2 separate regions of the Canis lupus genome follow, and region 2 is linked to region 1. A link is a contact called in public Hi-C data. All regions are on one chromosome and are shown on one strand. Each heading gives the region's core, a stretch centred on a gene start, on an enhancer-like site or on the middle of the called end of the contact. The rest is flanking DNA. Distances are from core to core; before and after follow the strand shown.

Region 1 (7,311 bases), core at 3,042-5,541:
AGTCCCACATCAGGCTCCCTGTATGGAGCCTGCTTCTCCCTCTCCCTCTCCCTCTCCCTCTGCCTCTCTCTCTCTCTCTCTGTCATGAATAAATAAATAAAATCTTAAAAAACAAATTCTTAAACCAGTCCAAGAACCTTTGAAGGGTATAAGAAAAGTTTTCCTCCCAAACAATGGAAACAGAAGAGATTGTCCATGAAGTGTGTGTGTGTGTGTAGGTGTGCAGGGGGTGCTGAAGACTCCCAATATTTAAGGTAGGGCAGAGGAGGGGTGCCTCCATTGGTTAAGTGCCCGATTCTTGATTTTGGTTCAGGTCGTGATCTCGGGGTTGTGAGATCAAGTCCTGTGTCAGGCTCCCTGGCCAGCATGGAGCCTGCTTAAGATTCTCTCTGTCCCTCTCCCTCTGTTCCATCCCACTCTCTCTTGCTCTCTCTCTCTCTTTAAGATTTTATTTATTTATTCATGAGAAACAGAGAGGAGAGAGAGAGAGGCAGAGACACAGGCAGAGGGAGAAGCAGGCTCCTCACAGGGAGCCTGACGTGGGCTTGATCCTGGGTCAGGTCTCCAGGATCACGCCCTGGGCTGAAGGCAGCACTAAACCACTGAGCCACCCAGGCTGCCCCCCACTCCCTCTCTTAAAAAAAATAGAGAGAGGGGATGCCTGGGTGGCTCAGCGGTTGAGCATGTGCCTTTGGCCCAGGGCATGATCCTGGAGTCCCGGGATCAAGTCCCACATCGGCTTCCTGCATGGAGCCTGCTTCTCCCTCTGCCTCTCTCTTTCTCTGTGTCTTTCATGAATAAATAAATAAAATCTTTTAAAAAAAGAGAGAGAAGGAGCAGAGGAGAAGACCCTAAGAAAGGAGACTGAGCAGGAGCAAGCAGCCAGTAGCAGGAGAACCAAGGAGGACAGAAAAGTATGGTTTAAACGGATGTGGACGTGGTGGCTGGTCTCAGTGAGAGCAGTTTCATGGCAGAAGTGCTGGCAGCTTCTGCACAGAGGGTTGAGGAGTGGGTGTGCAGGGAGGAAGTGGAGACAGAGGAGACAGCTTTCAAGAATGTGGCTGGGGAGGGAAGGAGAGAGAGAAAGAGGGAGAAGTAGGAGAGGCGGAGGGAACCCCTGATTGTTTGCAGATGGAGGGGAGTTGAACAGAGACACACAGTGATGGGAAGAAGCTTGCAGACGGAAGAAGCTGAGAACGCAGGGGGATGATGGTGTTTTGGGATCCAGAGAGAGTGGTGAGCTCAACCTTGGAGACAAGGAATGACCCCATTTCAGGAACAGCTACATAATTTGAAGGGCTCAGAGCAAAATGGAAGTGCAAGTCTTTTAGTTCAAAAAGCACTAAGAATCCAAATGGGGACTCTTGGTACCCAGATGGGGAGTGGGCCAGAGGCTTGACTTGCTGGCTTGGCTGACTTGTGGCTTCTGGCCACCCAACACACACACCTTGGGCATGGATGGCCAGCACCATGCTCCAGCCCAGGATCCCATGAGATGAGCAGCTGACTGCAACCCTCCTTTGTGACTGCACCCAGGCCCCATCCAAGGGCAGAAGGCTGCACCAATGCTGGGTAGGGGTGGAAAGGGGGAGACTGAGCAGGGTCCAGAGTGCCAGGGGGTGGAGGAGCAGGTGGCCAAGCACCTGATCCAGAGAAGCGGGCAGGTGGTGGGGGGTGGCACCACATATGAGCTGAGACTCCAAGCCCTTGGTGCATGCTTCAAAGTCCCATTGGACTTTCTTTGCAAAACACATATTCAAAAATGAAATTATTAAGGATCTCAAGATGGAAACCCTAGAGCTTTGAATTCTGAACACTACAGTACTGGTGGCAAGTTCTGAAGACTTCCCTGCTCTACATTCACTTCAAGAAGAGATGATGGATGCCTGTGGATGTAAGGGTGGACAGACATTTGACGGAATCCTTTGGAAGTGGAGACTGAGTGCCAACCATGAGACAGAGGATGGGGATGTGTTTTCTTTTCTTTCTTTTTTTTTTTTTTAAGATTTTATTCATTTATTCATGAGAGACAGAGAGAGAGAGAGAGACAGAGACACAGGCCGAGGGAGAAGTAGGCTCCACGCTGGGAGCCCGATGTGGGACAGGATCCCGGGTCTCCAGGATCACGGCCCAGGCTGAAGGTGGCGCTAAACCGCTGAGCCACCCAGGCTGCCCCTGGGGATGTGTTCTCAACCCAAAATCAGACACATGGAAATTTCCATACACTAGTTCCCTATTGCTGCCATAACAAGTTGCTACAGATCTAGTGGCTTGAAACAGAAATGTGTTATCTCAGAGTCTTGGAGGTCAGAAGACTGAAATTGGTCTCACTGAGCTAAAAATCAAAGTGTCAGCAGGACACTGGAGACTCTGGGGAAGAATCTGTTCCTTGATTTTTCCAGCTTTTAGCAGTCACCCAAAGTCCCGTTTCTTCCACCTTGAAAGCCAGCAGCATAGTATCTTCAAATTTCTCTCTGACGCTAACTCTCCTACAACTGCTTTTCATTTATAAGGACAACTTGTGATCAGATGAGCCTTGGGGCCATCTGAATAATCCAGGACAATATTCCCATTGTAAAATCAGTCCATCAGCAATCTCGATTCCACTTTCAACCTTGACTTCCCCTTGCAATGTAACATAACATGTTCACAGTTTCCAGGGATTATGATGTGAATATCTTTGAAGCCTCATTATTCTACCTACCACAATCTTTAAGACTATTTTATGGCTGTAAAAGAAGCTCTGCAATGGCTTACATGAAAGCAAGTTTATGGTTTATTTAAGAATCCAGAGGTTGGGGCAGCCCGCGTGGCTCAGCGGTTTAGCGCCGCCTTCAGCCCAGGGTGTGATCCTGGAGACCAGGGATCAAGTCCCACATCGGGCTCCCTGCATGGAGCCTGCTTCTCCCTCTGCCTGTGTCTCTGCCTCTCTCTCTCTCTCTCTCTCTCTCTCTCTCTGGGTGTGTCTCTCATGAATAAGTAAATAAAAATCTTAAAAAAAAAAAAAAAGAAATTTGGCTTACTATCAGTCCCTCCTTCTGCATCTCTATCCAGTCTCATGCTCTGGGTTATCGACACCGATGTGGTGCTATTATATCCATGGGACGAGGTGAGTTAGGGTCCTTCTAACCTTCCCAGGCCACCCCCCCCCCCCGCCCTTATCTCGTCCTCTTTCTCTGGAAAGATCTATTGAGAGCTTGATGACACGGGTCCATGGGGAGGAGAGAGGCAGAGTGTGGGCAAGACCCTGAGAGATGGGGAAGGTATGCAAGAATGTGAGCAGGAGGGAGGAAGAGCCTGCAGTAAAATAGCGAGGCTGGGAGGGAGAAAAAATATATAATGTGTACGGATGGATAGATACGTGGACACCCACGTGGTCCACACCTCTGCAAAGATATAGGCACTGACTCTGCATCCGAACAACATCTAGAATTGATGTGTGGACAGATACAAACATGCATTGGTGCGATGATGCCATTGGGACCATTTCTCCCCTGGATTTCTGTTGTGCTAGTCTGACCTTTTTGCGATAAAGTATAGCATTCAATTTAGAACGTCATTATTTCCTTTAATTGTGTTTTATGCCTTCATTCCCACAACACCCACACCGACCCCATCAGTATAATAGGAAAAATGCGAGCAAGCCCTTGGACAAGCACTTAACTATGTGCAGACACCATCCTAAGGCTTACACAAATAAGCATATTTAATTTTTAACAACTGGTCCCTGAGGGCGGTAGTAGTATCGTTCTCATTTTACGGAGGAGGAAGCAAGCACAGAGAGGTTATGTGACGGGCCCTGAGCCACACAGCTGGTCCTTACCGCATTCTGAGCTCCTAAAGCGTGCCAGACCCTTTTTGCAAGGTGCTGAAGGGTATGGGGGAGAAAGGCAGAGATGACAGAGAGGCGGGGCTGGGGACAGTGGGATCTCCTGGGCCAACTTTTCTGGGCGTCGCTCCACCCTAGACTTGAGTCTCCAGGACAGAGGTAGGCCCCCCGGGGTCGCAGCGGGCCACTAGGGGGCAGCAGGGACCAAAGAGCGAGCCTGCAGCCAGTCCCCCTACTGGCCCGGGTGCAATCAACACGTGGCAAGGGGTGGCAAACGGTGATCAGCTGTCTTAGGCACCACCCGAGCGCTGGGCACCGATCATGACACCTGCTCCTCATCCCGTCACTGTGGGCTGCCTGCTAACTCTCTTACCGGTCTTTGATGGGGTGGAAACTGAGGCCCAGAGTGGTCAAGTATTTTGCCCACCGCCACACAGCCCCGAATTGGCACAGGCAGGTCCAAATGAGGCAGGATGAGTGCAGAGCCCTTGCTTCTCAGAGCCTCAGTGGTTTTTGTTTTTTAAAGATTTTGTTTATTCTTGAGAAACACAGAGAGAGGCAGAGACACAGGCAGAGGGAGAAGCAGGCTCCATGCAGGGACCCAGATGCGGGACTCGATCCCAGGACCCCAGGATCAGGACCTGAGGCGAAGGCAGCCGCTCAACCACTGAGCCACCCAGGCGCCCCGAGCCTCCGTGTCCTGGGAGCTGTCAGAGGGGTACGCAAATACCGGCAGCGAGTGGCGGAGAGTGGTCAGGAATCAGGGCTCGTCATGGGCAAGTCCCCCCCACGTCATAGCCCTGCTGTGGGGTTCCGCTGACCTCACGCCTCCCTTGCAGTGGCTCAAAACTTCTTGCTGGCCTTTTCGTTTTTTGATTAATAACTTTCGTGGGAAAATAATGTCAGAAAGTTTATTCAACAGGATGTTCACAGAGCTACACCTTCAAAAACAAACATTCATTTTGTGACCGCCCACATGGTGCCAGGAGCTGGCGGGGGATGGGATTTCCGGTGGTTTTCACTTTCCTCTTTATAACTTTATGTTTTCTCTGAATCGGAGAAGGCCGGCACGTGCCAATTTAGTGATCAAATGCAAACAAACAAACAAACAAGCAAATGGTAAGCAGGGCTTTTGTGTAAAAAGTAAAATAAAGCAGAGGCATTCCCCCTCCCCGGGGAAGGGGGGAAATCCTTGTAAAATCGAGGCTGGAGGTGTGCGGGGAAGGGGCTGGGAGACCCGAAATCAATGCATCCGCATCAGCGGGCCACCCGGGTCTGCTTGGCCCAGCGCCCTCCTGCTCTGCGCACCTCTGGTCCAGCCCTGCGGGGGATGCTGGGAAACTCCCGCTGCCAGCATCTCGCCCCGCCCACACCTACGCCCACCTCCAGCTCCCGAGGGGGCAGTCCTGGGGTGGGGACACTCTTGGGCTGGGCCCACCTGATTCGCCAGATCCTGGCTCCCCCGGCCCCCCTTGGGGCAAACATCTGTGCCGCCCGTCCTGTCCCCTCTTCCATCTTCCCAGGTCCACACTGAGACAATGGACAAAGGTATGTGGGAAGAAAATGCTCTAGCAACCTGCACTGCCCAATACTATAATCGCTAGTCACAGATGGCTATTTGCATTTAAATGTCATCAATAAAGTTTAAGGATGGGAGATCCCCGGGTGGTTTAGCGGCTTAGCGGTTTAGCACCTGCCTTTGGCCCAGGGCGCCATCCTGCAGTCCCAGGATCGAGTCCCGCATTGGGCTCCTGGCATAGAGCCTGCTTCTCCCTCTGCCTGTGTCTCTGCCTCTCTCTCTCTCTCTGTGTCTATCATAAATCAATCAATCAATCTTAAAAAAATAAAGTTTAAGGATCGGTTCCTCAGTCACACTAGCCGCATTTCAAGCGCTTCCCAGCCACACACGTGGACTGTACTGGACAGCGTGAAACCCTCCCATTGTAGCAAAAAAGTTCTGTTGGACGGTGCTGTTCTGGACATTCCTTTGTCTTGTTACAAAATCCCTTTCCTAAAATTGTCCTTTGAGCCAATATTTTGTCTTTCTCCTTCCTTCTGATCCCCTTCCTGCAAATCTAAAATAAAACTTTGATCCATGCCGGTAATTTGAATTTTTGTGTTTTCTTTAACAACAAACTGACTCTCAGGGTATAGTTAATAAACGCTGGAGTGAAGGGGTGAGTTGCCAGGTGGAGAACTCCTGACCAGTGAAGGGGTGGGCATAATAAGCCAGAGCGCCAAGAGATGATGGCGGTGATGATGATGATGAGGGAGCCTATCTCCAGAATGCCCCGAGGATGCGGGTTTAATTACTCTTCCTGTTTGACAAATGAGAAAGCCAAGGGATGGACAGGATAAAGGGGATACGGCAGAGAAGGGGCCTGGGGCTCCACACCCCAAAAACCTTGGGGTTCCTTGCCTAATTTGGAGAACTGGGAGGCCAAGGACAAGATTTTAAGGAGATTTTAGAAAGTTCTTTGTTGGGATCCCTGGGTGGCGCAGCAGTTTGGCGCCTGCCTTTGGCCCAGGGCGCGATCCTGGAGACCCGGGATCGAATCCCACGTCAGGCTCCCGGTGCATGGAGCCCGCTTCTCCCTCTGCCTGTGTCTCTGCGCCTCTCTCTCTCTCACTGTGTGCCTATCATAAATAAATAAAAATTAAAAAAAAAAAAGTTCTTTGTTGAAGAAATTCCAAGAAGGTCCCTGGCAGCTAGCCATTCCCTGGGTGAAGTCACTTCACACCCGAGTGAAAATATCAGCAATGAGGCTTTTATTTTATTTTTAAAGATTTTTTTATTTATTCATGAGAGACAGAGAGAGAGAGAGAGGCAGAGACACAGGCAGAGGGAGAAGCGGGCTCCATGCAGGGAGCCCGACGTGGGACTCGATCCCGGGGCCCCGGGATCACTCTCTGAGTCAAAGGCAGACGCTCAACCACTGAGCCACCCAGGCGTCCCAGCAATGAGGATTTTAAACTGTAGCCAGTCACTGCTGTCAGGAGGAACCTGAGTCCCCCACTTCTGCAAGGTGGGAGGGAGCCCTGCTGGATGGAGGAACACTTCCAGTGGCTTCACTTCCCCTCTCTGGCTCCGGCTGGGCGGCTTCTTTTGGGGATTGGAGAGATTAAAGATTGGTGGCTGGTTTCCATCAGACCGTGTTTCTCAGCCTATGGGTTTTTTTTTTTAATTTTTTTAAATTTTTATTTATTTATGATAGTCACAGTGAGAGAGAGAGAGAGGCAGAGACACAGGCAGAGGGAGAAGCAGGCTCCATGCACTGGGAGCCCGACGTGGGACTCGATCCCAGGTCTCCAGGATCGCGCCCTGGGCCAAAGGCAGGCACTAAACCGCTGCGCCACCCAGGGATCCCCTCAGCCTATGGGTTAATGTGCAGTTGAACCAAGATGTAAATTCCTCGCTCCAGCTCCCATCCTGCCTGAGCTTATCTCCCACCACTGTCCCTGGCTCACTGCGCTGTAGCTGA
Region 2 (7,311 bases), core at 3,172-5,671, 110 kb after region 1:
TTTTTTTTTTTTAAACAAATCAAAGGTTTGTGGCAACCTTGCATCAGGCAAGTCTGTTGGTGTCTTTGCCAATGGCATACTTCGTGTCTCTGTGTCCCATTTTGGTAATTCTTGGCAATATTTCAAACTTTTGTATTATTATATGTTATGGTGATGTGTGATCAGTGATTACAACTTGCTGAAAGCTCAGATGTTGGTTAGCATTTTTAGCAATAATGTATTTTTAAGTGAAGGTATGTGCATGGTGTTTTCAGACATAGTGCCATTGTATATTTATTAGTTAACCGTGTAGTTCAAGTGTAACTTTTATATGCACTAGGAAGCAAAAAAAAAAAAAAAATTATTTGACTTGCCTTATTGCAGTGATACTTGATTGTGGTGGTTTGGAACAAAGCCCGTGCTATCTCTGAGGTATGTCTGTAGCCAGTCTCTCAGAAGAGTGAGTGTGACACAGTCTGTTCTGAGTTTTTCACAGCCCAACCCGCAGTCTCTTATCTGGCAGGTCAGGGAACAGAGTGGCCCCATTAATCATCTTGTCTCTGTATGGCAGGGTCCCAGCCCACATCAGAATTTGCAGACTGGGCCTGTCAATGGTTTCTAGCTGATGGGCACAGTTTGTTTGCCCTACAATGTTTTAAAAATTAATTACCATATTAAAAACAAAAACCAACCAGATTTCTCATTAAAATCCAAAGATTGAGTATGTGGTTGAAGCAGAGTAGTCCTGCTGCTCTCGATGGGGCGGGTGTTCTCCATTTCACCCCCTGCATCTGCTCTTGTCCCCCTGCTCCACTCACCTTGCCTGGCCTCTATGGGCATCTGATTCTGTCAGGAGCAACAGGCTTTGTTCAGATGAAACCAGGGGAAGAGGAAGCTCACACACCAGGGATAAAAGAGCTACTGGGTTTTTAGCATGTGGGTGGCCAGTTCTCTGCAGAGCCCCTTCATCTGCTCCCTGAACTTTCCAGGGGTGGGGGAGGCAGGGTGGGGGCTGCTTCTCATCTCAATGGTAGGTGGCCCACCTGTTTTCAAAGGCTGAGATGAAGTGAAATGCACATTAATAGTATCAACAGTCAAGTTCTGCTGAAAGTGGCTTCATCTTCTGTGATGACTCACATTGTAATTCAGGATGCCCCAGCACCTTCTTGACAAGGAGGCAGCGCTGCTCTGTTGCCCACGGGAGCACTGACCAACAGAGCTCTGGCGAGGGGCCTGGCTGATGGGTGGGTTCCCGGACATACAGAGACAGTAGGCACACGACCCATCACCACCCCAGCAATGGTGTTCTAGGTCTTAGGGTCCTTGGTACCCTGTGGCCAAGGTGCAGGGAACTGTGCCAAGTAGTGTAAAATAAGTTTTCTCTGCTGCCATTTGAAGGAAGGTCCAAAGAGCAGGCTTTCTAACTAAAGTTCTATTAAAAAAAAAAAAGGGGGAAAAAAGGTTTCTGTGTACTTAGAAACAGCTCTCTAAGCAACAGATATAAGAACAGTCCGTTATTAAAAAGCCTGTTTCCCTTGTACGGTCAGAACTCTGAGCTCGCCTACCTTGTCTAGGAGCACTGTCATTTCTCTTTTCAGATTTAGAGACCTGAGGGTGAAGGCATCAGATTACATCGTTCTTGAGGATTGACACTTTTTTTTTTTTTTTACCCTTAACTGGGGAAAGTCAGACAGAAAAATAGAATAATGCAGTGAAGCCCATTGCCCAGTAAAAAATGGCAGCTCCTCACTAATCTTATTTGACCTACACATCTCCCACATACCTGACCCATATTATTGTGAAGTAATTCTCAGATATTGTTGCACATCTAAGCAAAACTTTGTTTTAATGAATGCTCGAGTCCTTTTGTCACTGTACCAAACACTAAAGGCCAGACATCGGATTTCCAGTCTGCTGTTTGTCTTTTTTTTTTTTTTTTTTTCTGTTTGTCATTCACTGGCCCTGGGATCTTGGGTAAGCCTTTAAGCTCTCTGACCCTTTGGGTCCTCTGTGGAAACCCCTGGACCATGCTGTATCCTAGCTCGGCTCAGTGGTTGTTGACGAGGCCCTGCTGAGACCACAAGGGAGTAGGAGCAGGGTACATGGTGAACAATTGATGCACAGACACAGAGAATTACTTATAGAATATATTTGCCACATGAAAGACTGCTCCTCCCCTCCCTGCTCTTGCGGCATTCACTAGCCAGACTTTGGAAATGGCATTGTTGTCAGTTCCCATCTTTCTCCCATATAGCTGAGTGTCCAGAGAGGCCTTTTCCCAGGCGGTTGATGTGAAGGTCACAAGCTGAGATGTGACCCCTTAAATGCCTCTCTGTGTCTCCGCCTGCCAGCCTTTCCCAGCCCAGGGGGCATGTTCTCGGCCCAGTGTGCTCCAGCACCCGTGTGTGGTCTAGCGCTGGCCCTGCCTTGTCCTTAGCGCTGCGCTCAGATGGACCACCCGGCCGGCCCCAGCAGAGGAGAGGGCGACTTGGCCCACAAGTGGTTTGGTCCCTTGGGGTCTTATTTTTTGCTGTTATTTCCTCTGCCCAAAAATAGCATTTTCTATCTATAGTACCTAGTTTGGAACAAAACTGTTGCTCAGAAGTTAGGGCAGCAGACTTCCTGAGTGCCTGCCGCCCGAGTGTGCAGTGAGCCCTAGGTTCTAGTAGCCTGATGGGAAGCAGGAACCCTGATGAGTGAGAAGAGGTTTGTTGGTTAAGCTAAAATCTAATTTTACAAGAAAGGGAAATCATATATATATATATAGAAGTGGCCAGAAAAAGCAATCTCTCAAATTGAAGCAGCCCCGCTCATCAGAGGAATGGTGTTCCCTTTTGTTTGGTGCCACCCCAGCCTATGCACTGCCCCGAGTCCCCCCTTTTTAATTGTCCCGTTGGAAGGCATTTCCCACTAAAGAAAGAGCTATCCTGTCCTCCCCAGGACCTTGGTGTTTCAGCCCCGCACATGGCAGGGTGTGTTCACAGGGAACACTTGCTCTGCTCTGTGGAGGCTCTGTGGCTTTGTGTGCCAGAGCTTGGGATGTGGTGTCACGCAGGCCTGGGCACCCCTGCTAAACTATGGGAACACTGGGTAAGTTCTCGGACCTCCCCAAGCTTCTTGTGTATAAAGATGATATTCATGACGTGCGTTCTAGAGCTCCTGTAGTGATGAAGTGAAGCAAGCTAGTGAGCAGTGCCCAGCACACACTCAGGCGAATGAATGATAGCCACACATTTGTAGGCTCCCTGTTTCTAGCTCAACCAGAGCAACTTTGCCACAACCCACAAGGAAGGCCGAGGGACACCCTGCTCCCAAGTAGAAAGGATCCAGGAGGCACCTAAAATCCATAGGCCTTGGCTTGGTTTGGACATGGTACCCCATGCCCTGGTTTGGGTGGTACCCTGCTCTCAGAAGAGACAGTGGTGGTGGGACCAGGACCATGCTCGTCACTTCTTAGAACTGGTCACCCATGGTGCTGACTGCAGGTCCATGGTATTGAAAGACCCAGCCTCTGATCCAGCTCAACTGCAAAAAAACTGGTTACTTTGATACGTAGCTGAGGCCTTTTTTTCTCAGTGGGTTTGGGATTCTGAAGGGAAGAGTGAAGTTATTAATTAATTCTCTTAAGTCATCAAAATGGTGGGACTAAGACTGGACATAATTGCCTCAGAAGTGTGTGGGTCTGTCCTTTATCTCATGCACTTTGACATGACCATAAATTCACAGGATGTTGGGGCCAATAGGATCCAGGGACACTCCTTTAGCCTGGGCTGTTTGTACAGATCTGCAGACTATAGCTGCTCCATGAGGGCTTCAGGAACAGGGCAGGGAGAGGGGGCACAGCAGTGAAAATAGTGCATCAGAGGATGGGAGGTCGGGAAGCGCGCTGGTCTGGTGTACCCGTGACACTTGATGGGCCTATCAGGGATCTTGGTAGCAAGCAGGTGGCCCCAGTTCTGGCTGACTTTAAAAGAACCACGTGGGAAGGGTGTTGGGACAGGGATACACAGGACTGGTTGGCAGCTAAGGGCCAGCCTGGGGAGTGGGCAGGACCCCGAGGACACCAGGGCACAGGACGACCTTATGGCCAAAGCCATCTTCCCACCTTCCCACCTTCTGGTGGCTGAGCTGGAACCACCTCCAGCCCTCCCTTTGTCCCTTCCTAGATTGAGGGTATCTGTCTGATGGGTCTTGGACCACTCCTGGCTGACCTGAGATCTGGTCCCTTCAGCTTCCTGCCTTCTGGTTCTCTGGATATGGGTTCCTGGAATTATTCTCCCCAGATCACACACATAGGGGAAAGACAATAAAAAAAAAAAAAAACCCAAAAAACAAAAACAAAACTGAGATCCTGTTTGGATCTCAGCAAACATTACCAGATGACTCCGGTAGTGGGGTGGCCAGATTTGGTAATCCGACCGAGTGATTGGGAAAGGCAGTGCTTGACAAGCCGTAGGAGGCCAGGCCACGGGAACCTCCCCTCAGCTGGTCTGGTCCAAGAGGCTTGCATGGGAGGGGAGACATGTCCAGGATGCCAGGGGAGTGGGAGGCTAGGGGGGTCGGAGTGAAGAGTGGCTTTAGAGAGAGGGTCAGAGAGATGGGTTTCAGACACATGAAGTTGAAGGTGAGGCAGTGGGTGGCCTTCAGAGATGAGAGGAAGGGAGAGACTCACCTGGGGTCCCCCAGAGAGGCGGGTGGGACTGGGCTGGCTACACAGCACCATGCTGTTGCCCCCCAAAACTCAAGTCAGGTGGGGGGTGTTACTGAACGCAAGAGAAGTTTATTCTTAGGTAGTGATTAAGAAGGAGGTAGTATGGCACAGGGTGTGAGAAACACGCAGGGTGTCAGCAGTTGGCAGGGACGAGGACTTGCCCTTGACATAGGAAGCAGTGTGGTCGGAGAGGGTGAGGCCAGAGAACGTGAGCAGGGGAGCAGGTGGCTGGTTTCTGCAAATGAGGACTGCAGTAGGAAGTGGGTTTTTTGTTTTTGTTTTTGTTTTTGATTTTTTTTTTTTTTTTTTGGTAAAGTGAAAATATTCATTATTTCTGAAAAATGAGACTGGACAAAACGCCAGAGGGAGTGGGAGAGGGGAAAGTGCCGAGTGGCTATTAGCTCACCTCCATGCAGATGAGGTATCTGGAAAGTCCGATGTATTAGAGTGTTTGTGATCTGCCCACAGGGTACCTTTTTCTGAGCGACACCCAGGAGTGGCCTTTTCAATGGAAAGTGTGTATTATCACTTTCAGAGGGAGGTGGGACTTGCCATTGTGTCATGTAACTGGGTGGACGGAGCAGCTCCTGCCCACGAAGAGCCCTGTCTCCCCCCGCCCCCAAGTCAGTGAGCAGTGCCCCCAGCTTCCCAGGGTTGGGGCTTGGCGGCAGGAGAAGCCTCCTGGCCATGCTGCACGAGCCCCGGCCCACATGCTGCGTGCGCACGTCTGTGTGGAAGAGGAACAGCAAAGGCACCGCGTGCTGGGAGCTGCGGAGAACATTTCATGGAAAAAAAGTGCTATTCAAGCTGGCTTCCGTGATGAGTAGTAGGTAGAAACGGGGGTGAGGAGGAGGAAGAAGGCATTTCGGAAAGGAAGAGCCCGAGCGAAGGTGCAGGTGCGGGGGCTGGAGTCCCGCCCGGCCTCTGCCCCGGGCTCTCCGCAGCTGTCGGCGCTCTCGCTCTTCGCGCCATGTCCACGCACCGCCTACTCACTACTACTGATGTTTTATTTAAAGTGTTTTTTTTTTTTTTTAAACTTAAACAAGTTTACTTAAAAAGGAAGATTGGATCCCTGCTGTGATTTGCACATTAGTACTGTTGTCATGGTCATCAGCTGTTCCGGGCCACCTCGTGTCCTCCCTTGCTTGTGTCAGGACGGTCTCCTTGTGTGGTCCACATGGCTGTGACCGTTGGTGCCACCAGTGTAACCGGTTATTGTTTTTAACCTTCAGTCTGTAGGTATACAGGAGCTTTGAAGTGTCGTCCCCTCGTCTGTGTTTCCCTCTTGGCAGTGGCCTGAGCCATCAGCTTGCTGGGTCGTTCTTCCAGGCCTTTCTCCTGAAGTATTGTTTTGTTGGTTTTATCATTGCCTTTAACATTAAGGGTATCATATTGTCTGTATGCCTGCTGCTTCTCAAATTTGTTGAAAGTACTTTAGTAAGTAAAAACAGTAATAAACACTTTTTATTTAAAAAAGTATCACAGTACACAGAGGGGGTAAATCTAAGACACAAAGCTGCTTTCTCTGTTTCCAACTCGGAAAGGCTCCCCATTGCCCCCTCCCTCTGGGCTGCAGGGCCTCCTGCCGCAGCCTCACTGGCTCCCTGATGGCTTTCTGTCCCCAGCCGGTGGTGGTCCATTCACTGCAGCCCCTGCAGCATGGGGATGCTGATCGCATACCTCTGCTGTATGGATTGGCAGCCCCAGGACAGTGGTGGGGCCTTCCTTGTGCAGCTCCAGGCAGCCTGGAGGCGGGCTAGCATACAGGTTGGAGCTCAGGTCATGGCTGTGCTGCCAGGCTCCCTGCTGCTCACTGTGCCCCAGGGGTTCATAGCAGGCAAGTCAGCTCCCTGTGCATCCGGGCCTCATCCCCACACCAGAGGACGCTCGTGCCTGCCTCAGAGGCCTGCTGGCAGGATGGACTAATGCCTGGAAAGTGCTCAGTGCAGGGCCTCCCTGGGGGGGCGGGGGTGCTCAGTGCTCGCTGATCTCTTACCCAGGTCGTTTAGCCTTCACTGCCGCCCCCTGACCCGCCCACCACCCCTTGCCCCCGGCCCAGCACGAAGGCTGGCATGGGGGTGTTCAGTATGTGTCTGGATGGTGGAGAAAGGGAAGAAGGAATAGAGATGGATCGGGCACAGGTGAGGCTGTGAGGGGGAAGCCTGCAGAGGGGCATAGGAGGTGGCAGGGGACAGCAAGGACAGGAAGAGCTGGGTGGGCTCAGAAACCATTCTCCGGGGGTCTGATGACTCGAGGAAGGAAGCCACATGATTGGCATTCACCAAGGGGCTGGGCCTCCACCTGCTTCTGGCCTTGGTGTCATGGGCTCAGGTGGATGGAGAGACTCCGAGCACCACACTTCCTTGGTGCCCTCCACCCCCGCCCCGGCTCATTTCTCTCCAGGCACTGCCGCCGTGGAGGAGCTGGAAGACTTTATCAACAACATTAACAGCGTCCTGGAATCCTTGTATATTGAGATCAAGAAAGGAGCCACCGAAGACGACGGGAGACCCGTGTACGCGCTGGTGAGTGCCTGCTGGCGCCCTCTTGCGGCGTCTGTGCGGAGCAGAGGCGCCCCTGCCGCAGCTGCCCTGCAGGGGGACGCAGACGCAGCCCGGGCC

The links. Hi-C and Micro-C count contacts between places; a contact is called where the count stands out from the background.
Region 2: a Hi-C map of blood shows a contact between it and region 1, with 3 times the contacts expected there. The contact joins two enhancer-like sites. A contact is called at or near these places in 2 of 9 Hi-C or Micro-C datasets (amygdala and blood).

What each region holds. Positions count from the first base shown.
Region 1 is chr6:19,442,605-19,449,915 of UU_Cfam_GSD_1.0, forward strand. No RefSeq gene overlaps it. Among named protein-coding and RNA genes, the nearest start is that of IL21R, 31 kb to the left of the region's middle. Within about 2 kb of position 4,292, at least 2 of the 20 cell types and tissues checked have an H3K27ac peak or open chromatin away from gene starts, as enhancers often do. A contact at or near this core is called in blood, where this site is marked.
Region 2 is chr6:19,549,905-19,557,215 of UU_Cfam_GSD_1.0, forward strand. It overlaps NSMCE1 (non-structural maintenance of chromosomes element 1 homolog), which reads left to right. Exons shown (of 8, transcript XM_038540001.1): 3 at 7,094-7,215. Among named protein-coding and RNA genes, the nearest start is that of NSMCE1, 22 kb to the left of the region's middle. Within about 2 kb of position 4,422, at least 3 of the 20 cell types and tissues checked have an H3K27ac peak or open chromatin away from gene starts, as enhancers often do. A contact at or near this core is called in blood, where this site is marked.